2 separate regions of the Sus scrofa genome follow, and region 1 is linked to region 2. The links are chromatin contacts, called in public Hi-C maps. All regions are on one chromosome and are shown on one strand. The core of a region is the stretch at or near the end of the contact, and the rest is flanking DNA. Distances in the headings are between cores, read along the strand shown.

The links. Hi-C and Micro-C count contacts between places; a contact is called where the count stands out from the background.
Region 1: a contact with region 2 is called in a Hi-C map of alveolar macrophages, with 2.3 times the contacts expected there. The contact joins the promoter of LOC100739707 here to the enhancer-like site in region 2. A contact is called at or near these places in 1 of 5 promoter capture datasets (liver), 24 of 47 Hi-C or Micro-C datasets (alveolar macrophages, blood, embryonic fibroblasts and 11 more) and 1 of 2 datasets of contacts at active chromatin or transcription factors (alveolar macrophages).

Annotation. Positions count from the first base shown.
Region 1 is chr17:33,814,538-33,821,485 of Sscrofa11.1, reverse strand. LOC100739707 (signal-regulatory protein beta-1-like) reads right to left here and starts at 2,735. Exons shown (of 6, transcript XM_013985186.2): 1 at 2,572-2,735; 2 at 337-702. The coding sequence starts at 2,644.
Region 2 is chr17:33,717,790-33,725,204 of Sscrofa11.1, reverse strand. No RefSeq gene overlaps it. Among named protein-coding and RNA genes, the nearest start is that of SIRPA, 110 kb to the right of the region's middle. Within about 2 kb of position 5,399, at least 3 of the 83 cell types and tissues checked have an H3K27ac peak or open chromatin away from gene starts, as enhancers often do. A contact at or near this core is called in alveolar macrophages, where this site is marked.

The DNA of each region.
Region 1 (6,948 bases), core at 1,486-3,985, 99 kb before region 2:
AGTATTTTAGCAAGTTAATGAAGTCACACAGCTTGTTAATGGCAGAACTAGAAGTTGAACCCAGGCTATTTGGACCTAGAGTCTATACTTTTATCTGCTTTGTTTATAAGTCTTTTTCGTGGCCTTCAAAACCTGCAACATTATAAAGGGTTAGGATTGTACTGATGTGTCCCTGAGATTATGTTTACTCTTCTTTTTCCTGTGACTTCTCACTGTCCCCATCTTTTATCCTCAAACTTGACCCAAGGGCTAACAATGCAGGAACCTTGGGCTAAAAGACTGGAGGTTGTGATTGTTTTAAAACAGAGGTCTGCGATTTCAGAGATCTGGACTTACTACGCACAAACAGCCGGGTGCCTGGCCCAGACCTAAACTCCACGTCCGCAGGGCTCTCTCTCCGGAACTTCACACAGTAGTGGGTCCCGGCGTCTGCTGGGGTGATGTTCCGGATGCGGATGGAAAAGTCCTTGTTGTCTCTCCTTGTGGCATCTGAAGCATTTGTTACTCGGGGGGAGTGGCCCCGAGGATCTCCTTTGAAATCGTAGATTAGCTCCCGGGCTGGTCCTGTCCCCTTGAACCACTTGAAGGGCCCAATGGGGATCAGGGAGGTCGCAGTGCAGGGCAGAGTGGCCGTCTCTCCAGCTGCGACAGACACGGACCTCTCAGGCTGAAGCACCTGCAGCCCCTCCTCACCTGCTGCTCCTGGAGGGAAACACACAGCAGTTCCAAGTCTCCTGCCTGGCCCAGGGGACTTCTCTTGAGCTTTGTTGAAACTGAGAACTTTAAAAAGACACCCAGAACTGGAGCCAAGGGGACGCCTCTGGCCTGGGGAAGCAGGCCGATGTGGGCACATAGCCTGACTCCAGCACTAACAAGCCTGAAGATTCTGAGAAGCCCCTTCCCTTTTATTTGGTTTCCTTTTCTATGAAGCATGATGGATCATTCCCGTTTTTCATGTCTGCTGTGAGTTTTAAATGAAGACACTGGCTTGTCAAGGACCCAGAGTGAATGTTGTAATGCCAGAAACAGTGAGATCATTTTTATGCGTTCATATTTGCATTAACTAAATCCCGGAGGGAATGAGTCAGAGCTTCTATAGAAGCTGGTGTGTGCCACGCATCACTTGAAACACTTGAATATATTAACTAATTTAATATAATTAGTTTCCTTAATTTTCACCATAATCCTGTTAGTAAAGAATTTTTCAACAAGACAACAGGGGCAAAGAGAAGTTACTAAACTTCTTCTTCTTCCTTTTTTTTTTTTTGCTTTTTAGGGCTGCACCATGGCATAGGGAGGTTCCCAGGCTAGGGGTCAAATCAGAGCTATAGCTGCCGGCCTACTCCAGAGCCACAGCAATGCCATATCCGAGCCGCTTCTGCAAACTACACCACAGCTCACGGCAACACCAGATCCCTAACCCACTGAGAAAGACCAGGGATCAAACCTGCAACCTCATGGTTCCTAGTCAGATTTGTTACCACTGTGCCATGACGGGAACTCCTAAACTTCTTACTAAGCTTCTCTGTGTTTCTGCACAATGTCAAACATGTTATAAGTGATGGAACTTGAATTCAAACACTGGCGTATTGGTTTCAAAATATATCTATGCTTTTAACCACTTGTAGGTTGACCTCTCAACTAAGATGATAACACTGCTGGGAAGGGAGGGGTGTCTCACCAGCCTACCTGGGTCTGGGGTCATATCTAGGGAAATGAAAGTGAACAGGCAGGTATAATCCCCATATTAAGAATATAATCCTAAGAATCTGAGATTCTCGGAGACTTAACAGTCTAAAAAGTACCACGTGCCAGTTTTTTCTAATAGTTCTACGTTGCATTTGTAGTTGTGGTCTATCTATCTATCCATCCATTTATCTTCATCTCAGTTTAAGCAGCCCTGATTCCCAGGTTCTATGGTCGTTAGCAGGACAGAAGGCTCACTTGTCACATCTCCACCTCCTCCCTAGGATGGTACCCATTCCTTCAGGTAAAGCCATTGAGGATCATGGATCTTTCACAGGGTGTCAGGGATATGGGAGCTGAGGAGTGACTAGGAACCCCTGTCACTGAGAAATGCCTGGGTGGACTAAATCCTGTCTGGACCTGCACTGGAGAGAAGTAGATCTCTGTAAATAATAAGAATGCTGGGGGAGGGAGTTCCTGTCGTGGCTCAGTGGAAATGGATCTGACTGGCATCCATGAGGGTGGAGGTTCAATCCCTGGCCTCGCTCATTGGGTTAAGGATCTGGCTTTGCCATGAGCTGTGGTATAAGTCGCAGACATGGCTTGGATCTGGTGTTGCTGTGGCTGTGGTGTACCTCCATAGGTGACAGGTGAGGCCCTTAAAAAAAAAAAAAAGAATTCTGGGGGAAATTGTTTAGGATATCCTTGTTGTAAAGGAGAACATTTAGAAAAATATTTTGAAGAGAAAGAGACAGAAAAGAAAGAGGCCTTGGAACAGAGATCCATTGGCCTCGCTGCAGGTGGGGGGATGGTACCATTGCCAAACTCAGGTAAGCATCCTTGCACAGGGGTATCTGAGGGTGGTATTCAAGGCATGGTGCTCACCTGTGAGTCCCAGCAGCAGAGGCAGCATCACGGACGGCAGAGGCAGGTTGGACGGGGAGGCAGGGACAGGCATCTTGGCTCCTGGAACCTGCTCTTTCTGAATGTTGTCCTAGAGAGCCTGGAAACTCTGTGCTCCGCGGTGAGAAGTGAAGCTTCCGTCTCCCTAATATAAGAGGAAGTGACTATGATGGGTGGCAAGGGCTGTGGGATTTTGGCAGTTCCTGCTTCTAGATCATGAAAGAGGAATCAGACACAAAGTAAGAGATTACGGCTCTAAGGGTTTCACAGTCTTGTGGGAGAGTTCAACAGCTGTGCTCGGTGAACTGCACAGCTGCTCAGAAGGAGAGCCCCTGGAAATGAGGCCTCAAGGGAGGGGGGCCCTATTCTTCCCACTTCAGAGATGTCACTGATAAAATTGAGCCACATCTAATGGGAACCCTTGGCTTTGAGAGTGCACTGCAGGGGCTGCGGCTTTGGGTGAGGTTGTGGCTTTAGATCTCTGGAGAGGAAGCGCGGCTGTTGTTGTTTTAGAGGATGGAGGAGGGCTGTGAGGGATGGGGAGAGGCCTCAGCAGGTTCATCTGCAGGGAAAACATTACAACCAGATCACGGCCGGAGGGGAAGGGGAACCTCTTTTGTTTGTCTTGGTCTGGGGCCAGCTCTGGTCAGAAGGAGGGGTTGATCAAGGAAAATTCTTACATCTAGAAAGCGCCTCATCTTTTCTTCTGAGCAGCAACAGTTTGTGTACAAGATTGTGTTCAGAGCCTCTTATCTGTGAGCTACTCCCTTCTATGGGATCCATGCCAGACACTGCTTTCTATGGCTCAGTTACTCTGCTGTCGTCCTTCCAGTAAATGAGTGTATGTTGCTAAGAAGAAGGGGAAGAACAAGAGAGGGAGTCAGAGATAGGATTAGATAGTTCCTTTAAAAAAATGTATTATATATATAATATATATATATATTTTGCTGTGGTGTCCAGTGGCTTGATGTGTGATCTTAGTTCCCAGACCAGGAATTGACCCCAGGTTGCAGTGGTAAAAGTGCTGAGATTAGAGTGTTTTGTCATATGACAAATTCTCTCTTCCCTTGAGAACTTATTCTATTTCCCTCACCTAAGAAAGTTTCCCTGGGGGGACTTTAGATGAAGAACTGGCCAGTGTGGTACCTTTATATCCATCGTTCCAACGACCCTCTCTTTTCAAGAATGAAAGATTGCACTGTCCAGAGCTGACTGCAGCAATATTCCCCTCCCCTCATGCTGTTTGACAGTCTTTCCATGGAGAAGTAGGTAAATATCCAGCCCTGCCCCCCCACCCCATGAATCTGGGCAGGCTTATGATGACAACACAGGTGATATGATGTGACTTCTGAGGCTTGACCATAGAACATCCCTGTCCTACTTTGACACCTTGGGACACTTATTTTTGGAATCTTGCCACCATGCTATGATGAAGTTCAAACTAGCACATACACAAACTGCCTGACAAGGACACATATAGGAGTTTTAGCTGAAAGCCTTGCTAAGGTTCCTGTCAATAGTCAATTCAATCATTACAAGTATGAATGAAGAAACTTTCAGATGATTCCAGCCCCCATTGTCATCCCTAACTGAGTCTTTCCAACTGAGGCCCCAGACAACAGACAGTAGAGAAAGGCCATTCTTGTGCCCTGTCTGAATTCCAGACCCCACAGTTCCATTGATCCTCATGAAGTGGTTGTTTATTGATCTTAGATTTTGGGGTGTTTTGTTATGCAGCAGTAGTAATTAGAATGTCACCTATGACAACCTTGCTCTCCAATCCACTCCTTAGAGCCTATTACCTTCACTGTGTTTGGTGCTCCCTGCCAGCAGGGACTGGCATAACTGCTTTACATCTAAAACAGTAACCTAAGTCCTGAACGAAGCATAGAGTCATTCACTCCGTAAGTCTTTATTAAGTATCTGGCTGGTTCCAACCAGTGTTCTAGACAAGGGGCTATAACAGTGAAAGAAAAAGCCAATCTTTTTGTTTCCAAGGAGCTAACATACATGCGAATGAGGCCATTGAATAATCAAGTACATACATAGAATGTCCAATGGTGAAATTGCTATGAGAGGCATATGTCAGTGTAAAGGGGATGGGAAAGCTAGCCTGGGGGGCAGGGGAGGTCCTAGAGCCTTGAAAATAATATGATATTTGGATAAAAGCTTGAAAGAAGTGAAGGAGTGAGCTCTGCAGAGAATGGGAGAAGATCATTAGGGGAAGAGACGACAGCGAAGGTCAAGGACCCACTGTGGCTGGAGCCCAGCTTTTAAGTGGCAAAGTGGCAGGAGATGAAATCAGAGAGGTTAGGGCAGCTAGAATAGGGGCTCATAGGTCACCATAGACTCCTTTTGGCTTGACTATGAGGTAGGGAGGCATTGGAGGGCACATTGTCTGAAAAGTGATGGGATCCCTCTGGCTGCTTTGAGGAACGTAGCCTGAGGTGTGCAAGGATGGAAGCAGGGAGACCAGAGTTAGGAAATGATTGAATCATCCAGGTGAGTGATAACAGGGACTTAGAACAAGACGGTAGCCTTGGAGGTGGTGGGAAGTGATCAGATTCTGGGTCTATTTTGTATGTAAGATGTAGAGGAGGACTTGGATGTGGAGTATGAGGGAAAAGAGGACCAAGGATCATTCCAAGATTTGGGCACATGTAGTAGATCATCTTATGATGGCTCCCAATGATACTGGAATTCACATCCTTGTGCAACCTCTTTCTCCTGAGTGTGGACTACTCCTAGTGACTCAGCTCCAGGTGAATAGAATACAGCAGCAGTGCTGGGAAGTCATTTCTGTAATGACGTCACAAGAAACCTATGACTGCTGTCTTGCTCTTGCTCTCACCCTCTCATTACTCTGAGGAAAAACAGTTGCCATGGTGTGTGGTGTCCAGGGAGAGATCCATGAGACAGGAACTAACATCCTATGTCATGGCCAGCAAGGCTCCGAGTCCTGTTACTGGCCATGCAGGGGACCTTGGAAGCAGATCCTGTTACCAGCCATGGAGGGGACCTTGGAAGCATTTCCCCAGCCCCTAGGGAAGCCTTGAGTAGATAGCAGCTTTAGTTGACATGATAACCACAGTCATGAGGCTACGAGCCAGTGGACGCAGTTAACTCATACTCAGATACCTGACCCAGATAACCTGTGAGAAAATGTTTGTTGACTTAAGCCACTAAGTTGTGGGGTAATTTTTTTCTGCAGGAATAGAAAACGAATGCAGAATCTCAAGCTTTAAAAGAAGGGTTGGGAAGAATGTGGGAAAATGTCTCTTCCCATTTTGTAGTTTTAAAAACTAGTATCCATGAGGAGGCAGGTTTGATACCCACCCTTGCTCAGTGGGTCAAGTATCTTGCGTTGCTCTGAGCTGTGGTGTAGGTCGCAGACACAGCTTGGATCCCACATTATTGTGACTGTGTCATAGGCCGGCAGCTTTAGCTCTGATTTGACCCCTAGCCTGGGAACTTTTATATGCCTTGGGTGCAGCCCTAAAAGCAAAACCAACCAACCAACCAAACCAAACCAAACCAACAAAAACCCCAAACTGAAAAAATCAAACAAAACAAACAAATAAAAACCAAGTCTTTTAAGCTGGAGAAGTTGTAGACTGGGCCAAGAGGGAGATAGTTGAGCTCATGAAAACTTAGACATGAGAGTGGGACTCAGGACCCCTTGTTCTCCTTCCTATGGAGGTACAATGAGTCCCTCAAGGTCTTCTGTTCAGCTGCTCTAGGTCTTGTCCCGATACCCTTTCTGGGGGCTCTGTGAAGTGCAAAGGAGTATGCGAGGCAGGTGGTCAGTGAGTAGAAGCTCTCTTTACCTGGATGGCTTCCTCTCTATCCTTCTCTCAGGCTGAATTCCTCAGGAAGGAAGAGGGTAGCAGTTCCCACAGTGCAGAGAAGGGATAACTGTGGGGAAACAGGTCCACACATCTACTCAGTCAGTCAGTGCAGCTTTCCTGAGTATATACTCATACCAGTATCTGTGCTCAGTCTGAGGAGGTGTGGGGTGTTGGTATCAGCCCTGTGAGATCAGACACTGCCCCTTCATTGGGTTATAACTTTCTATTGTCTTTGGACACCTGCAAATCCTTGATCAAGCTCCATTCCTCCACTGTCACACTTCAGATGGAGCTACTTACCAGATTCTAGGAATTCCTGGGGAAGTCTTGTGTCCTTCTCATATCTCCGGAAGCACCTTGGTACCATGTGACTCTTTGTATACCTCTTGGACTGACTCCCTCTAACCTTAGCCTACTCATGGATCAGGCTGTGGCCACCACCTTGTCCAACCCCCTTGAGTCTCCTCTCAATTTATGGTTAGGTCCTCTTGTTTCCTGCAGAAGAGCAGTA
Region 2 (7,415 bases), core at 4,150-6,649:
AATTAAATATTTTTAATTATTATTAATTAAATCTTAATTCTAACCATGCACCAACTCTTAGAAGGAACAAGTGTTAGAAGTATAAGAAAACCAGTATTTTTTTTTTTTTTACTAAAAACTTATATGGAGAACCTTCGTTTCAAATTTCACATTCACAGCATTATCATTACAAGGTAATTTTGAAAATTATTTGAAATTACTTGACAGGTCTATCAATTTTAAGAAGCCTCTTTTAATGAAAGAGCCCTCTTTTGCAGTGCCCATAGAATCACGAAAGTCGTAGATGGTCTCTCTTCTTTCCTCTTTAAACGTCGTAAAGTTCACCCGGGATCCCGGCAGTTCCCAAACATCATTCACATCAATTTTGTGAAATACCCTTTGCCAGATCTTTGATTTCACTTGGCAATGGATGTGGATTCTGTTTACACAGAGTGGTCTGATGTTCACCACGCTTCAATCAAGGTAAGACCCACCTCCTAGAGCAGAGGGTTTCTGGGCTCCACAGCATCTCCCTCAGCTGCCTGCTCTCAGAGCAGTGATGCTGGGCAGGTCCACGTCCCCGATTCTCTGCCTCTGGGTTTCTCTATAATCATGAAATGCCACCTAGCCCATGAGGGCACATCCCAGCCTCCCTACTCTGTGGGACAGTCCTGAGGAATTGTCTGCAGAGCCCCTGTGACCTTAAGCATCAGTCATCCCCAGGGGCACCTGGTTCTCATCCTTTCTGGGTGGCCTCCTTCCCTGTCTCGTTCACTCCATCTCTTATCCCAGCCTCTCTGGATCATCCCCCCACCACCTGCAACCCAAGTCCTAGTTTCAGATTCTACTTTCAAGGGAACTCAAATAAAGACACTGGAAAAGTTATTTCCCCGATGGGAACCCAAACCTGAGATGCAGGCCGTGTTGAGCAGGGAAGGTTTAGAGGTGGGTGTACTTTGCAAATAATCCATTCATTGTGAATATTTTATTATCTATAATTTTTGCTCCTGTACACAATTGTCCTAAGGTCAGGGAATCATATAAAAATACTCAGAGAAGCACGACTCCCTGCATTATCATTTTCCTATTCTGCAGTCAGAGATTCAAGGCTGGGAGAACTGACGTCACGAGCGAGAGGTCTCACGGCTGGTGACCAGCAGAGTCGGAGCCTGAATTCATCTCAAAGGTCTCTCATTCTCCAGCTTCACACCCTTGGGCAGCCTTCACTTTTCACACCCTCAGCTTCCTTCTATCAACCACGATTGGGATAAACAGTACAGGGCAGCTTATACATGAATCCATTCACGCAAATGTGTATGCTGGCTGTGTGCTGTGCTCATTTGAGTCACCAATTTTATCCATGTAAAATGATGTGTTTCCTTCCAAGACAATAGCAAAAAGAAATTGAGGAAAATAGTTTGTAAACTCTAAAGTCCTATAAAAATGTAGGGATTCATTTTACTGCTGTGCCACTTTGGATAATTCACTTGCCTTCTCTGGGCTTCTGAGTTGTCGTAAACAGTGAGGTGATCACTAAGATTCCTTCTCGGCATGATATGAAGGAATTTCACGTCATGTAATTTACAGACCTGTCAAGCCTTGATTCAGGTCAAGAAAATCATAGTCAACAAAAAACATATGAAAAATCAGGTCATTACCCAGACGTGAGTGATGATCTAAAGACAGCGTTGCATGTAAAATTTAGAAGTTTTCTACCCAATATTCTGTGATAATCTATGTGGGAAAAGAACATGAATGAGAATAGGTGGGTGTCCATGTATAACTGAATCGCTTTGTGGTGCAGCAGAAATTATCACAACATCGTAAATTGACGAGACTTCAGTAAAACTTTAAAAAATGAAGACAGATAAAATTTAGAAGTTTGCAAAGTCCTTTAAATCCTCTTCATATACAAAAAAAGTGTAATAATAAAATTAAATTCCCAGAAGATATTTTGCTTCCATTTTCCAGGTGAAGAAACTGAGTTCCAAAGGGTGATGTGTATAACAATGATGACTAATAATAATTGCCACTAATTTGAGGTTGCTGTGAACAAGGTACGTGTTAATTCCTTTACCAGTATCGTTTCCCTGGAAGCCTGCCACAACCAAGTGAGGGGTGTCCGATTTTTCAGTGGAGGAAATTGAGGCTCAGAGACCTCAGAGCCTGACTCTGTGCTAAACTGTCTGAACAAAATGAAGGTCCTTACAATGGAGGTACTGGTCCAGGTGGATGGTTTTCCAGAAAACCACTGTGGATCCGTGCTGAACTTGACAGAGGTTGAGGGAAGGCCTCAGCAGCCTGCGGCAGGACAAGCACGCTGCTGGTCACATTGCATGAGTCTCCGCTGAGGTGGACGCTGATCTGGGTCTTTAACAGCTTGTGGTCGTTTTTAAGCCAGGTCCCAGTGAGCGGACCTGTGGGGAATCCAGAGGATGTGAACTTGAGCTGGATGTGTGTGCCGGCTCCGATCGCTGCAAGGGGCCTTGCAATGTGTGAGAGAAGATACTCCTGCCTGTAGGAGAGACGCGCCCGTGAGAGGACACGGAGGAGCCCAAACTCAGAGCGAGAAAATCCTTAGCATCTCTATTGAGAAGCTCCTTCACCCCCCTCTTCCACAGGCTTTTAAAGGTTACATTCTGACAATTATGAAGCTGGTATTAGAGGCCAGACCATGAAATTAAGGGACCGCAGAGGTTTGTAAGGAGCCCTGACTCCCCCAACCCACACCTCACAACCCTGCTTACTGACCTGAGACCTCCTGCAACCTTAGGAGGAGGGAGCGCCTCTATCCCATTTCACAGATGAAGAAACTGAGGCTCAGACAACCTAGGTGACTTGTCCTAAGTCTGCAACTAGTCAGCAGAGCAGGTGTTCTTAGCCAGGTACTCGGAGTCCAAGGTCCATGTCCAGTGACCAGGCTCTGTTCTGCCCTTGTCCCTGGACAGGGAAGGGCATCTCACTGCTCCCAGAACAGGTCACATGAAGGCAGGTGGCACAGAGAAAGGATAAGAGCACAGCCTTTGGGGTCAGGCTCAGCCCAAGTGTGCTTTTGCCAGCCCCTCACTGCATAAGCCTGAGCAACTCAATTCTCTAAGCCTCAGTTTCCTCATCTGTAAAATGAGGATGAGCCTTAATTCTCAGAGTTAATTAATAAATTATGTAAAATAATTAGTAAAGAATATGAGGCACGTGGTTATCACTCTAAATGGTAACTGTTGTCATCATATACTCACAACCATCTAGGGAATTATTATTAGTCATATTTCTCGTGTTAGAGGAAAAAAAGCCTCCTGGAGGGTGTCACTTTCCAACCCAGGAATTCTGACTCCAGTCAAGGGCTCTTCCTGTTACACCACAGCTGCCTCTGCTTCTTCATAGCTGTCCCCTTAACGATCAGTGAATTTTCCTGCTTTCAACCCAGCTCTGGGCTGGCCACTATGGAGACTGTATGTGGGCATCACAAAGCACCCACTGTTGCCCCATTGTCTGGGCACCAAGCTGGGTCAAGGAAAAGGAGTCTCCACCTGGTCCCCACGAGGTGGGCATAAAACTGTCATTGCACAGATGGGAAAACTGAGCTCAGGAAGGGGCAGTGCTTTGCTGAGGTCTCAGGAGGCCCGTGGCAGCCCTGCCAGGTGACACTGATCTGTTGGACTCCAATATTTAGCCACCTCCAAACATAAGAGCCTGTGTGTGCTTCAAGGCCGTGAGGGTCTCAGCACAGAGGAGAGGGGTAAAGTTTAAGCCTCTGGGAGTTCCCATCTTGGCACAGTGGAAACGAATCTGACTAGGAACCATGAGGTTGCGGGTTTGATCCCTGGCTTTGCTCAGTGGGTTAAGGATCTGGTGTTGCTGTGAGCTGTGGTGTAGGTTGCAGACAAGGGTCAGATCCTGTGTTGCTGTGGCTGTGGTGTAGGCTGGCAGCTGTAGCTCCAATTGGACCCCTAGACTGGGAACCTCCATATGCTGCAGGTGCGACCCTGAAAGGCCAAAAAAAAAAAAAAATGAGCCTCTGATCAGGACTTGCAGGAGACCCCATAGTTTCAGGACCAGCTGTGAGAACTGAATGTGCGGGCAGACATGACAGTTCAGGAAGAGAAAAATATCAGATATGGAGTATTTAAGAGGGAAATTTGAGAAAGACGTGAGATAACACTGAGATTTATATTCTTAGGCAGGGTGAAGGGAAAATTTCAGAAGATACACTGAGGAGTTCCCATTGTGGCTCAGTGGGTTAAGGACCTGACATTGTCTCTGTGAGGATGGGGGTTCGACTCCTTGCCTTGCTGAGTTGGTTAAGGATCTGGCACTGTAGAAGCTGTGGCATAGGTCGCAAATGAGCCTCAAATCTGACCCATATGCTGCAGGTTCAGCCATAAAAAAAAAAAGGGGGAGAAAAAGAAAAGAAAATACATTGAATTTGTGGGGAGACAGTCCTGCCCTCAGTCCCAGCTCTGCTATTTGAGACCCCTGAGACCTTGGTCCCTCTGCTGCGGTTCCAGCTGTCGTATATCAGGTAACATACGTGAGGACACCTGGTACACAGCAAGTGCTACAGGTGTCAGCCGACATGAGCAGAGTATAGAGGTGTGTAAGTGTGTAAGGAGTGGACCTGAGGAAGGGTTTAGAGCTCACACTGAGGAGCTGTAAATGCAAAGGTACATTAGCACCACGCAGAAGGGAGCCTGATACCAGAAGAGGAAGCTGCCCTTCCCCACTGCAGACCACAGGGCACACCAAACACCTGCACAGGGTGTGGGAGAATCAGAGCGATGCTCACAGGGTGGGGTGCGGCGGGGGTGGGGGTGGGTTACCTTGCAGCAGGGGGCAGGATACAGGTTTGCAGGTGAAAGAGAAAATAAGACAGGAGAGGAACAAACTCGGCGTGAGTCAGTAAAGAAATAACGTAAGTTGCTTCTGGTCAGAAAGGACCAGTTTGGAGTTTTTCACCCAGATCTGTATAGCCCACTTTATGGATCTTTTTTAAATTTTGGCCGGACAAAGAAAAAAAAAAAAAAGACAGTGAGAAGTTGCAAGGGGATGGGGTCATTTGCCCAAGAATTCTTAGAGCAGGCGGATAAAGGCCACTTCTTTCCGGGAGAGTGTGAATGCAGCAGCAATGCCCCTGTTGGGAATTCATGTGGTTTTGCAGCCCAGCATCCTGTCTACCCTTTCCCAGGTAGTAGCTCACGGCAGCTGACAGGGCCAGTAGGGAGCTGTCCTATCCCACCTCCTATGGTTCTGGAGAGCTGTCAGTGCACATTCTGGCTCGCCCTTGGCTGGTCCAGGCCTGGCCAGTTCTAATGCTCCCTTCTCTCCTCCTTCCCTTCCCTCCCCATCTCATCTCTTCTGGCTCAGTCATTCCTTCTCCCAAGCTGATTCCTGCAGAACCGAGGAAAGCAGGTCTTTCCGCAAAGTCTGAACTGCTGGTGGACAGCTCCCCCTAGTGGAGAATGTCATCTAGGACACAAAAGGTAGCTAGGTAGGGAAGAGGAGGTAGATTTGGATGGGGTGAGAGAGAGAAAAAGAAAATGAGGGGCAAGGGAGAGGAGAAGAGAGAAAAAAGAGGTGTGTGTGAGAGAGAAACCCCCGGTAGAGAGAATACAAATCTTGCACCTGCACCTTCCCTGCTTCCCAGGTAATCCTGTCAGGAATTCTAGCCTCTCCAGGAGTTCCCGTCGTGGCTCAGCGGTAACCAACTCGACTAGTATCCATGAGGTTGCCGGTTCGATCCCTGGCCTTGCTCAGTGGGTTAAGGATCCGGTGTTGCCATGAGCTGTGGTGTCGGTCACAGATGGGGCTCGGATCTGGCATTGCTGTGGCTGTGGTGTAGGCTGGCAGTTGTAGCTCCAATTCGACCCCTAGTCTGGGAACTTCCATATGCCGCAGATATGGCTCTAAAAAAGCAAAAAAAGAAAAGGAAAAAAAAAAAAAAAAAAGAATTCTGGCCTCTCTTGAAAAACGCCTTCTAGAAACTGCCCTGAACCAGTCTTGATTGATTAAAGCCTTCCTAGAAGGGATTCGGTGGCCCAGCTGTCCTTATAGTCTGCCTTTTCCCCAAGCCAAGTATGAAGGTAGAGAAATTTCAACCAGAAGAGTGCATGGAATTGGGAAAAGAAGTCCCACACTTTCTTCTTGAGAAGGATGTGGAGGAGGGAGGAATGGAATTTGGGGTGAGTGCCTGAGAGTTTTATCAGCAGCCCAGGGCGTCCTCCCTTCCTTCACCCTGAACCCTTGGTTTCCTGAGTCCTGACCTACTTCTGTCTGCACTCCAGGCAGGTGGCCTGTGTTTTCACCCCTGACCCTCCCAGCCATGCTGCCCAGAGGGGTTGGTGAGAGGCTGCACCCATCTTTCCCCAGCCTGGGCACCTGAGCCCGCAGGGTGATGTTGGCCTGGACTGGGGGCTGCTTATCCTGGACCACCCAGCAGGCAAACTTGCTCTCATCCAGCCTGGCCTCTGCCTGCCAGTAGGTCCCATCTGGGTTTCTGGTGACCTGGGGGGACTCCATGGTCTGAACTTTGTGCCTGTTCTCCATCCAGGTGAGGAGCAGGTGAGAGGGATAGAAGCGGCTCAGGTGGCAGGTGAGATTCACTCTCCGATGTACCTGGATTTGCATCCCAGAGGGCTTGGTGGTGATCTTCAGGGTGGGGACAGCTGGACAAAGAAGCAGAAAGGAACATCTATTGAAATTATACCTGCCTGCTTGTCCCTTATGTCCACCTTTCCCAGGACCCCTCCCTAGAGCTCTCGCTCTTCAATCAGTTACCTGTTTTCAAAAAAGTTATATGTTTTCAAAAAATATATATATATATATACATATATATATATACACATATTTTTGGCTGCACCTGCAGCACACAGAAGTTCCCAGCCAGGGATCAAACCCATACCACAGAAGTGCCCGGAGCCATAGCAGTGACAATGCCAGATCCTTAACTGCTAGGCCACCAGGAAGCCCTGGAATAATTTTTTTTTGTATTCTCAATGTAAGGCAAATGGAGCTAAGTGTTAACATTCATTAAATAGGGGTAGCGGGGAGTTTCCATCATGGCTCAGGGGGTTAAGAGCCAGACATAGTGTCCATGAGGAGGTGGGGTTCGATCCCTGGCCTCGTTCAGTGGGTTAAGGATCTGGTGTTGCCACAAGCTGCGGCATATTTCGCAGATGCAGCTTGGATCTGGTGTTGCCACGGCTGTGCTGTAGGCCTGCAGCTGTAGCTCCAATTAGACCCCTAGCCCTGGAACTTCTATATGCTGCAGGTGCGACTGTAAAAAGAAAAATATATGTATATGGGTACGGATACATGAATATCTGCTATATTATTTCCTGTGTGTTTGAAACATTTCATATCATGAAATATTATTTTAAGAATTACAAAATACGATTTCCATGAGAACAGGGACTTAATTTTACTCATCCCTCTATCCCTAG